Regions from separate parts of the Rattus norvegicus genome. Here region 2 is linked to region 1. A link is a contact called in public Hi-C data. All regions are on one chromosome and are shown on one strand. The core of a region is the stretch at or near the end of the contact, and the rest is flanking DNA. Distances in the headings are between cores, read along the strand shown. Region 1 has its middle 140 kb from the start of Ier5l. Region 2 overlaps C3h9orf50 (similar to human chromosome 9 open reading frame 50).

Region 1 (5,117 bases), core at 1,113-3,612:
TCCACATACAGACTTCACTGTGGCCCAAGATTGCTGTCCTATCAAACAGATTAGGAAGGAGACTGGCTACACATGCTGGGTCCTGTAGCCTGTCTTGGGCTGAAGGATGACAGGGAAGCAGACAGAACTGGAGGGAAGGGCCAAAGGCACCTGGTTTGTGTCAAGCCTGTGTGGGAGCCCTTGGGAGCTGTGTGACTCTAGGCAAGTATTGTAGTCTCTTTGGACTTCCGTTTCCGCACGCGCAGAACCACAGATTGAAATTGCCTCTTGTTTCTCAACCTGTCCTGGAGAGTTTGGCCTAGCCAGGGGGACCCGGAGACCTCATGCGTGTGTATGAGGTGGGGTCAAAGACCGCCTCTTCCTGGCCCATCGGTGAAGCTCTCTGTATGGTCTGTGGTGTGTGGACATGCTGAGTACTACTTCATCAAAGAGAAGGAGTCTAAAAGCTGGGAGCGTGGCTTGGTTGCTAGAGTGGTCCACTAACACAGACAAAGCCCTGGGTTTGGTTTTCCAGCACTGCATAAACCAGAGGTGGCTGTCCCTCCCGGTACTCAGGGGCCGGTACTGCGGCAGGAGGGTTCAAGGCCGTCAGTTCTGTACTGAGTCTGAGACCATCATGTGTAATCTGAAGCTTTCTCCCGCTTTTCTCCAGCTATTTCCTTCATGCCTTAGTGAGTGAAGGACACACACACACACACACACACAGAGAGAGAGAGAGAGAGAGAGAGAGAGAGAGAGAGAGAGAGAGAGCGCACTGCATAGGTTAATTGTCCTTTCTAAGTGGCTTCTGGTTTTCTGAGCTCTGACTGTTTCTCTAACGAGACAGACAGGTAGAGAAGCCACAAACTAACTGGCACACAGTGGAGGTAGGGGTGGAAATGGGGTGGGTTCCATGTTCCTGTGGCTACCAACACAGACGCTGGAGGAATGCTGGCTTCCTCCCTGAGCAGCCTGTATCAGGGTAAGGGCCTGGGCAGCGGCTTAAACTCAGTTTCTTTCAAGACTCCAGGAGGCTGTGTGCCTCAGAGTCTCTCAGCACTTACTAAGCTCAACACTGTATCTAGGTGTATGCAGATGTGCTGACTTCTCCCAAGGACCAGCCGGTCTGGAGCTAGGCAGACTGCACTGGCTACAGGAGAGTCTACCCCAGGATGCCTGTGAAGTGTGTCCTGTTGGCCGACTTTTGGTGTGTTCAGGTGTGTTGCTCCTCAAGCGTATTGATTTGATCATGAATCCCCAGCCTCCACCCCCACACACTAGGTTGTTGTTTTGCCTTCATGCACACACAAGGAAGCTGAGGCTAGCCTGGTCTTCAGGCCCTGTCTACCTCCTTTGAGACAGGAGAGCCCTGGGTCCTGAAGAGCGACAATTAGGCTCAACTGGTGGGCCAGGGAACCCGCGGACACTGGCATTACAGTCGAATGCTACCAGGCCTGGGTCTCTGATGTTGGTGGTAGGGATTCAGAGCCAACTCTGGCCCTCGGGTGTGGCAAAGACTTTGCCGGCTGAGCCTTTGGGGGAGGCGGGGGGGGGGGGCGGCTGAGTTTTTTTTTTTTTTTCTTTTTTTCCGGAGCTGGGGACCGAACCCAGGGCCTTGCGCTCTAGCAAGCGCTCTACCACTGTGCTAAATCCCCAACCCCTGAGTTATTCTTTATGGGAGAAACTTGGCCATGTGGTTCTCTGGCCTTCAATTCCTAAGGTAAAGGGTGGGGGTGGGGAGTGAAGGGTCTGCTCTCCACCTGAGGGAATCACCACAGAAAATGTCAGTCTTATTCTGCCCCAAACTCCCTAAAGTGATCACCTCTGGAGACTTGGAAGCCCTCCTACTTAGTGGGAGCCACTTCCGCCAGCTCAGGCAGAGCATTCTAACTGGGGAAGTGCGGTGGGTCCCTGGATCAACTCTACTCTACCCTCCAGAACCAGCTCTGGAAACTTCTGAGTGAGTTTCTGGCATACAGATTGACGACTTGTTGATCCAGGTCAGTCACCTGACCGGGTCACCAGAGTCTGGGAAGATCTCTGGCAGCCATGACTTCCCTCCCCGGGCCGTGGGCTCCAGCGGCTGGGAGCGAAGGGGTTAAGCGTTTCTGGCGGCCGCCTGCTGTCTGCGGTAGTTCCCCCTTCCCAGGCTGCTGCTGCAGGGGTTGGTTGGAGAGGAATGTTTGTTATGCGGGGCCGGGAGGGAGGGAGGACCGGAGTGTGTGTGGGGGCAATCGAGTGGGGGCCGATAGGCCCTACGGCTGGGCTCCCCCAGGTTGAGCAATAGCCCCAGGGTTCCAGTAACTTCGACCTCCCTCCCTCCCATCCCCCCACCAGCTCTCCTCACTGCCTGAAGTGGTTCAGGCTTTGGAGGCTCGAGAGTTTGGGCTTCTAGGGAGGCGGAGAAGGCCACCCCGGCAGAATAAGCCCAACCCAGCCTAGGTGTTGCAGGGCCACAGCCGTGGGCGGGGCCTTGTTGGTTCTCTTGGCTCCGGGCTGCAACCCACGCAGGCGTGCAGAGGTCACTGTTCCCGGCCAGGATGCTCAGAAACTCCACCGAATAATCTCAGCACCGCCCCAGGGTCGCCGGAGCAGGAGGCTCCCGCTGAGCCAACCATCCCAGCCTCTTTCCCTGGCTCGGCCTGGCAGGTGTGCAGATCGCCGACCACCCAGGTCCTTGCCTCTGGGACAGTGAGGAGAAGCAAGGGAGGCCAGTTGGGCTAACTTGGGAAGCTTCTGTTTTTCCTTCCCTCCCTTCTTCTGGTGTGTCTTTGTAGCCAAGATCTTGTTAGGTACCAAATATTCACCCGTAGGCCAATGGGCCTCAGGCTCATTTCTTCCTCCCAGGGGCATGGCACTTCCGGTGAGAGTCCTCCTACACTTGGGGAAGGGGCTAACCCCTGTGCCCTCTGCCAACAGCCCAACTCCACCTCCACTACCTTGAGGGTCATCAGCTTTAGAACCTCCAGCCCAGACTGCCTGATTTTTCTTATCTACACAGTGGGCTCCACTGCCAGAAAATGCTAGACTCCTTTCCTCTTCTGGGGATTGGTGGTGCGGGGAAGGGGTTTGTCTGCTCCGGTGCCCTCATCCCTGCAGAAGTGCGCAGCTGACACGTGACTTTTGGGTCACGTGCCCTCTAGTGTGGAACTGGAAGTTCCCCTGAGAGTCAGAGCCGTGTGTAGGTCAAGAGGTGGGGATGAGAGGCTTGACTATGGGACAAAAGGAATGCTTTGCGCAGAGGCCCCTCTTACATTTCTTCTGCGGTCAGTTTTTACTTGGCCCTCACTCTGTAGACTAGAGATCCTCCTGCCTCTGCCTTCCTAGAGCTGGATTCAAAGCCCGAGGCACCAGACTCCAGTTGAGTGCTTGTGTCGTATAAGCCTGGTCCACGCTAATCAAACATCGCACTGCAGGGGAGGCATATTACACTACTTGCTCAGAAATCAGAAAGGTTGATGACTCTCCTAAGGTCACACAGCTTGAGGGGACCCTGCAGAGACCACAGTGCTTGGGTAGCCTTTGGGCTTGTGACTCAGCACACCACCACCACCCCTGTCACAAAAATGGGGCGAGCACTCCCAGCCCTCACAGATTCAGATCCTCCCGGCAGAGGGCATACAGCAGGATGCACAGGGCTCCCTTCACTGCCCCTGCTTCCCTGTGGCTGGGAAAGCCCAGCGGACAGACTGACAGACCACTGACTGGCGTTAACTCCCAGCTACTCTGCCTGTGGGCTGCGCGGCGTCCCCACCTTCTCTGGAGCAGGTTTCCTTTAAGAAACCCAAAGATTGATTTCCTGGCAGGCTGTGTGCGAGGAGCCGTCCAAATGGTTTGCATGTCTGCATTTTTTACTGCTCCGTTTAATATGTATGCAAATGCCGGCCCTGCACCGCCCGGCTGCAGTCACACGCGGAGCCCATTAAAGCGGCCTTCCCGGGTGCGCGCCTCATTCGAGGCGACGGGCTCGGCGACCCTGATAGATGGGGTGCTCGACGGAGACAAATGACGCCTTTGTCATTTCTTTCTCTCCTTTGAGAGGGGGGTGGAGCCTAGGAGCCCACAGAGAAGATTTAAATATATGCAAAATTGTTTACTGGGTTTGGGGCCCAGTGTAGACCAGAACCACACTGGGAGCTAGATGTCCGGCTCCCCAGGGGAAGAAAGGCTGGAGCTTGCAGGATGATGTGAGCCTGAGTGAGCAGATGCCTCTCAGCCAGGAAGACTCCCCCAACCCCCAGCTTTCGGGGCTGTGACTATATGGGAATAGCATCAGCTAGCCCATGCTAACCTGTGGGGTGTGCCTGGATCCCATCCATTGTGCAGATGAGGAAACTGAGGCCCACATAGAGCCCTCCACTGGGAAGGGGGAGAGTGAAGCAAGTGGGTGGGGTGCTGTGGCTCTTTGTGTCGAGCCTTTGACCTTCACAGTCCTTCCCCAGTCTTGCGCTAAGAGTTTGTTCTCAACCAGGGTATGTTGGAGCTTGTGTGCTGCCTGTGAATCTGCCCTGTCTCACCCCACACAGACCCCTGCTCTTCTCTCTCCTCTCCCATGGTCAGTCCCCACCTGCCAGATGACATAATTCTAAGATCGGGCTCCCTATTTCCCAAGTGTATCTGGGATGCAGCAACACAGTGCATGCTGTGGGGAATCAGAGCCTAGAGCCTAGAAACTGGGAACCAGAGGCATCAAAACCCAGAAGATTGCCTCTGTGTGTGTGTGTGTGTGTGTGTGTGTGTGTGTGTGTGTGTGTGTGTGTGTGGTGTTCAGGCATGCATATGTGTGAGTATGCACAGGGTGTGCATGTTTGCGTAGCATGTTCCTGTGTGTGGAATGCATGCGATGATGTGTGTGCTTATGTCCCACTGTGTTGTGACTGTCCTGCTGGGTGTGCCTGTGTGTGGGTACATGTAGGGGGTATGATCATATCCCTGAGCACCCTTGGGTCTGGGTGGTATGTAGATGTGCATGGTATGTGTGTGCTTGCCTGGGTGGCTTTGTGTTGTTATTTCATCTCCTGACCATCCTGACAGGTTGTGAGAGCATTCTATGTGTTTCTGTGCGTGAAGAAAGCTTGGTTCAGGTCATGGCCATGTGCACGCTTGTGTCAGATGGGTGTGTGCCTCTGCGTCAGTGT
Region 2 (5,117 bases), core at 1,511-4,010, 200 kb after region 1:
CAATCTCTTGGTCTTTATAAGAACAGCCAGTGTTTTAACCAATGAGCCATCTCTCCAGACCGAGGTCACTCATCTTCCTTACGGACACACTAGGTAGTGGAGGCCGGCAGCCTCTCCCATGGGACACTTGCTGGGCAGGGACCTCACCAGCACTCAGAGGCCCCACTCACATCAGCAAATCCAACTGAGAATGTGGGGGACACAGGACCTTAGTCCTCCTAAACAGTAGAACGGCAGCCGGCGTCCCTGGAGTACTGGTAGGGCTGGTTTCACTGGAAAGCCCCTTCTCAGGCCTGCCTGGACTTGCCAACTGCCTGTGAGGGTCCTGTCTGGCCACCAGGGAACCTTCTTGATACCACCAGTCCCTGCTTTTCAGGTTAGTCTGCCAAGTCCCCTCCCCTACTGGAGCTTCAGTGTCGTGGGGGAGGGGGAAGGTTTGGCGGGCTACAGAGGGCTACCCCACTAGGTCAGCCTCCAGTGGGAGCCACACTGTGTAACTGAGCTGAAAATGGGTCAGATTTCTCTGGTCCTCAGCTTCCCAGAACGGGCTCTCCTGAGCGTGGTTTCTAAGAAACCCAGTGTACAAATGAGGCCTGGTGGCTGCAGGAAACTGAGTATGGCTCAGTCTTTGTCTCTCTGGTCTTGGGGTGCTCTGGTTACCTAGAACTTCGCAGACTACCAAGCTGGTTTCGAACTCTGAGATCCTCCTGCCTCTACCTCTCAAGTGCTGGGATTAAACCCATGTGCCACGAATTCCAGCTGTCTCACTCTCCCTCTTTCGAGGGCTTTTTTTTTTTTTTTTTTTTTTTTTTTGGTTTTTTTTTCGGAGCTGGGGACCGAACCCAGGGCCTTGCGCTTCCTAGGCAAGCGCTCTGCCACTGAGCCAAATCCCCAACCCCTCCAGGGCTTATTTTTAAAGCCAAGCACAGCTGCGCACACCTTCAATCTCTCAGCACTCGGGAGGCGGAGGCAAGAGGATCTCTAAGTTCAAAGTCAGCCTGGTCTGTAGAGTGAGTTCCAGGACAACCAGAGCTACATAATGTGACACCGTCAGGGAAAAAAAAAAATTTTTTTTTAAAATTGTGTTTGTGTGTGCACATGCAAATGTGCCCGTGAGCATGCACGCATGTGAATGAACGTGAGTGAAGTTACTGCAGAGTCCAGAAGAGAAGGTACAGGCAGTTGTGAACTGATGTGGGTGCTGGAAACCAAACCCAGGACCTCTGAGAGAGCAGCAAGTGCTCTTAACCACTGAGCCATCTCTCCTGCCCACACTGTGGGGACCAGACCCAGCTCCTCACACATGGCAGTGTAAGCAGCAGCCCTCACTTCTAGGGCTAATGAGTCACCACCAGGGTACAAAGACTCACAAGGCAGAGAACATTCCAGAGAAAGGGGCAGGGCTTCCTGTCAGAGTGGGGACACCCTGCATCTGTCAACGAGCCTAGTTCCCATGCCCTACTTGACTTGGCCCAAGAGATATAGTCTGTGGTGGTGATCAGGGAGATGAGAGAGTTGGGAAGGCCTCACCCGGGAGAGGAACAGACCAGCCCTAAAGCACATGGTACACGGCTACCACACCCACTATGCTACTGGAAAGGGACCCAAAGCTAGGATTTTCCCCCAGCTCCCCTGTGCCTGGGGGCCACCTTTAAAGGCCCCACGAGGCATGGCAGGCATGGTGGCACACACTTTAATCCTAACACTGAGGTGGGCAAAGGCGGGCAGATCTCTGAGTTCCAGGCCAGCCTGGAGTGATCACAGAGTGATCACAGACCAGGTCCACAGTGAGGCCCTGCTCAACCATCCAGACAAAAAGGTTCAGTACAGGCTCTGGGAAGGAGAATGGAATCACTCTGAGGAAAGACCTAGGTTGTTTGAAAGGGGTCTTTTCCCAGTTTCAGCATTCCCAGCCCCTTCTTGGTCACCTAAGTTCAGGCACCACACGAACTGCCATGTTGTGGGTGTAGGCTGATGACACTTCTGAAGTCCTCTAGGACCCTGGTCCTCCAGAGGTCCATGGTACATACTTCAGTGTGCAACACAAGCTCTGAAGTGTGTTACCTCTGTGTGTGGAATGGGCTGTGTGTGCATTCTTTCTGGGGTAAGTATGCCTGGCTTCCCCGTGTGGGAGGACGTCTGTGTGCCATGTGTATGGTCCCATGTATCATGTGCTGTGTGTATCTGTGTTTATGTGGTATGTGTGCGAGTACCTCTTTGTGTCTGTTTTTCCATGTGTATGATGTGTTGTTACATGTGTGCCTGTGTCCATGTGTATCAGTTGTGTGTGTGTGTGTGTGTGTGTGTGTGTGTGTGTGTGTGGTGTGTGCTTCTCCATGTGTGGTATCTGTACATGTTGTATATACAGTGTGTGTTATGTACCTGGACTGTGTCTGCTGTGAACATCTGTGGTATGGTTTTCTACGTGTGTGGGGTCTCTATTGGTGTCGTATGGTGTGCCTGTCTGTGTGTTCTCCCTGTGTGTGGGGTCTCCAGGTGGTGGTGAGTATGTGCTGTCCTCTGTGTGTGGGGTCTCTGTGGTGTGTCCTACTTCGACCTCCAAGATTTTTTCCTTGCATGGGTCTGTTCTGTGCGTTACCAGCCTCTCCGTGAAGGTCAGGTCTCCCGGTTGCAGACTGGAGGCCGAGTTCCCCACAGTGGGGAGCGCAGAACCCAGGATTCAGGGATCACAGCGAGCACTGCCTAAGGGAAAGTTTTCAACACCGGACTAGAGCTGAAGTTTCGCGGCGCAAAGCCAGGCCAACACTGCCCCCGCGCGGTGCGGCGCGGCGCTGCAGGCGGCCGGGGAAACAGAGGCAGAACCCGCACCCGCGGTGCGCAGCACTCCAGAATTCCACGTCCTGGGTCTCAGCCTGAAAGCCCAGAAAGGGACCGAGGCCCGCTCCAGCCCAGCGCAGATGACGTTGACGCATCGCGTCGCATACCGGGTCCGGATCTACCTTTCTTCAGCCCTTCATCATCCCCAGCCCATCTGGTCCCTAAGATGACCGGCCCAGTCCAGCCCAAACCCCCAGCATTCGGTCCTCCCAGTTAGACTCCACTCCGCGCCGAGTCCGAGCCGTTTCTTCAAGGGCCAGCAGGTGGCGATAAAGACCTGGCCAGAGCGCAAGAACAAGGTGAAACTCCAAAGAGGGAGGGCTGGCTCCCAGGCTTCCCCCAGGGGTTGGGACATGGAGTGATGGGGCACTTGGGTGTATGTCAGTGTCTAGGTTAGTGCAGCAGATAAATGCTAGGAGGCGCCTGCCACCTTGACTCAGGCCACTTCCCCATGTGGATCTGAACTGCATCAGGCTAAAAGGACTAAGAATTACCCATACACAGGCCTCTTTTTCCTGGGCTGGGGTCTAGATACCCATACCCTCTACTAAAAGTTGGGCAGAGAAGCCTCTGGCGCTAAAGACAAGTTGTTTATCCACTCTCCTAGGCTGAGGTCATGGCTGGGGGTCTGCTTCAGGTATGGGTTGATTTAGGTTTGAGGTTGTGTAGTGAGTGCCCCCCACCCCTTGGGAAAGCATCCCTTAGGACAAGCTGAGCCCCTCGGGTGCCCTGTCCCCCCCCATATCACCAGCCTCATCCCAGCTGTGAATCCGCCCTAATCTCCCCCACCCAGGAATCCAAGTGGTCCCCAATCAGGCACCCAGAATGGCTCATACTGGAGGACCTAGTGATCCATCCCAGCCACCTGGGAGGTGTGTTTATTTGTGGGGCGAAGAAGCACTCTCCTCATTGCCTGGCATGGGTACACTTCTGAGCAGGGGGGCCTCTGGCAGGCATTCACCTGTGAGCCTGCTGCCGGTTTGTGGTCGGCAGAAGGAGCTGGTAGCCCTTAGGGCGGCCTTGCTTTAGAACGGTCTGCAGCACCAAACTGGGCAGAAAGGATTCCTAGAGGGAGCAAGGCACTGCTGAGGGGAGCCCAGGGAGGAGACGGGGAGCAGACAGGTTCCCTGGGAGCCCAGGTGGGAGGAGACAGGTCCCCGGGGCCCGGGGGTGGGGCGTGGCGGCAGGTGGTCCCTCCCTGCAGTTGGTCTAGACTGAAGCACAGCCCACCCACTCACTAGCCAGGCTCAAGGACTTCCTCCCCCTCCGCTCCACACCGAGGGAGGCCAGGCCACACAAATCCAACAGAGAGGCTCCCCTGCAGAGTCACTGAGGGCTGGTGCTTCTGCTGGCCAGCTGCCCTGGGCTGCTCACCAGCTTCTGGCTCCCGGGACAGGGCGATTTGCCCACCTGCTCCGGATTGTTAGGGGTGTCCAGGAAGGTTCTTAGGCCTCCCCTTGGCCTTGGGGCGGTGGCCCTGGAGATGAAGGGTAGGCGGCTGCTCACGGTGGCATCCTCAGAAAGGTAGAGCTGTGGTTCCTGAGCTGACCTGGTGAGGGGAGAGGAGCCTATAGCTTTTCGACCCTGAGTTCCAGGCCCATCTGCACTTCGTCCCCGGAGGACCTAGACCACAACCCTCCTGCTTTCTCTACCCAGAGCCTCACTCGCGGGGGCAGTTCCAGCATGAGGAGCTAGCCGCGGTGTCTTGGACCCTGGGTTGAAGGGCTCTGGGCAGACTGTCCAACCATCTCCCAACACTCCCAAGCACTCGCTCTGACACAGATACAGCTGGCAAAGCCGTCTGCTCGCTCGGTAAGATATTCTGCCGGACTAGAAGAGAGAGAGCAGAGTGAGTTCCCTGTCCCCTCCCCCAGGGAGGGGCATACTGATATGCCCCCACCCTCTCTCCTTCCTCTGGCTGGCAAGGCTAGACAGAGCCCTGTCTCCATGGCAACCACAGGCTCCCCAGTGCCTGTCGGTTGCCTCCAGAGAAGTCCTGGGTTTTAAAACTACCTCCCTGTGACTGTTTCTGCTATGCCACAAAGCTGATCTCTGCCACAGTCCTACTCCTACCCCACCCCACAATGGGCCCAGGATGCCAAGAATCTGCAAGGCTTAGAGGGAGGGAATCTCTCGGGGCTGGGCGCTTTTCCTGTATCACCAGAGGCTACCTCTGACGGGAGAAACTGAGAAAGCACATGTCCTGATGCTATGGGCTATGGCCACAGTACTCGGCCTGTTCTTGAGTTTCTGGAGCATTCTGACCACTGGCAACCACC

The links. A called contact is a pair of places that touch in the nucleus more often than the background predicts.
Region 2: a contact with region 1 is called in a Hi-C map of liver, with 4 times the contacts expected there. The contact joins two enhancer-like sites. A contact is called at or near these places in 6 of 12 Hi-C or Micro-C datasets (Schwann cells, kidney, liver and 1 more).

Annotation. Positions count from the first base shown.
Region 1 is chr3:34,277,664-34,282,780 of GRCr8, forward strand. No RefSeq gene overlaps it. Among named protein-coding and RNA genes, the nearest start is that of Ier5l, 140 kb to the left of the region's middle. Within about 2 kb of position 2,363, at least 39 of the 93 cell types and tissues checked have an H3K27ac peak or open chromatin away from gene starts, as enhancers often do. A contact at or near this core is called in Schwann cells and liver, where this site is marked.
Region 2 is chr3:34,474,836-34,479,952 of GRCr8, forward strand. C3h9orf50 (similar to human chromosome 9 open reading frame 50) reads right to left here. Exons shown (of 6, transcript NM_001100979.1): 4 at 4,503-4,668; 5 at 4,213-4,387; 6 at 3,690-3,903. The coding sequence ends at 3,796. Among named protein-coding and RNA genes, the nearest start is that of C3h9orf50, 7.3 kb to the right of the region's middle. Within about 2 kb of position 2,761, at least 35 of the 93 cell types and tissues checked have an H3K27ac peak or open chromatin away from gene starts, as enhancers often do. A contact at or near this core is called in Schwann cells and liver, where this site is marked.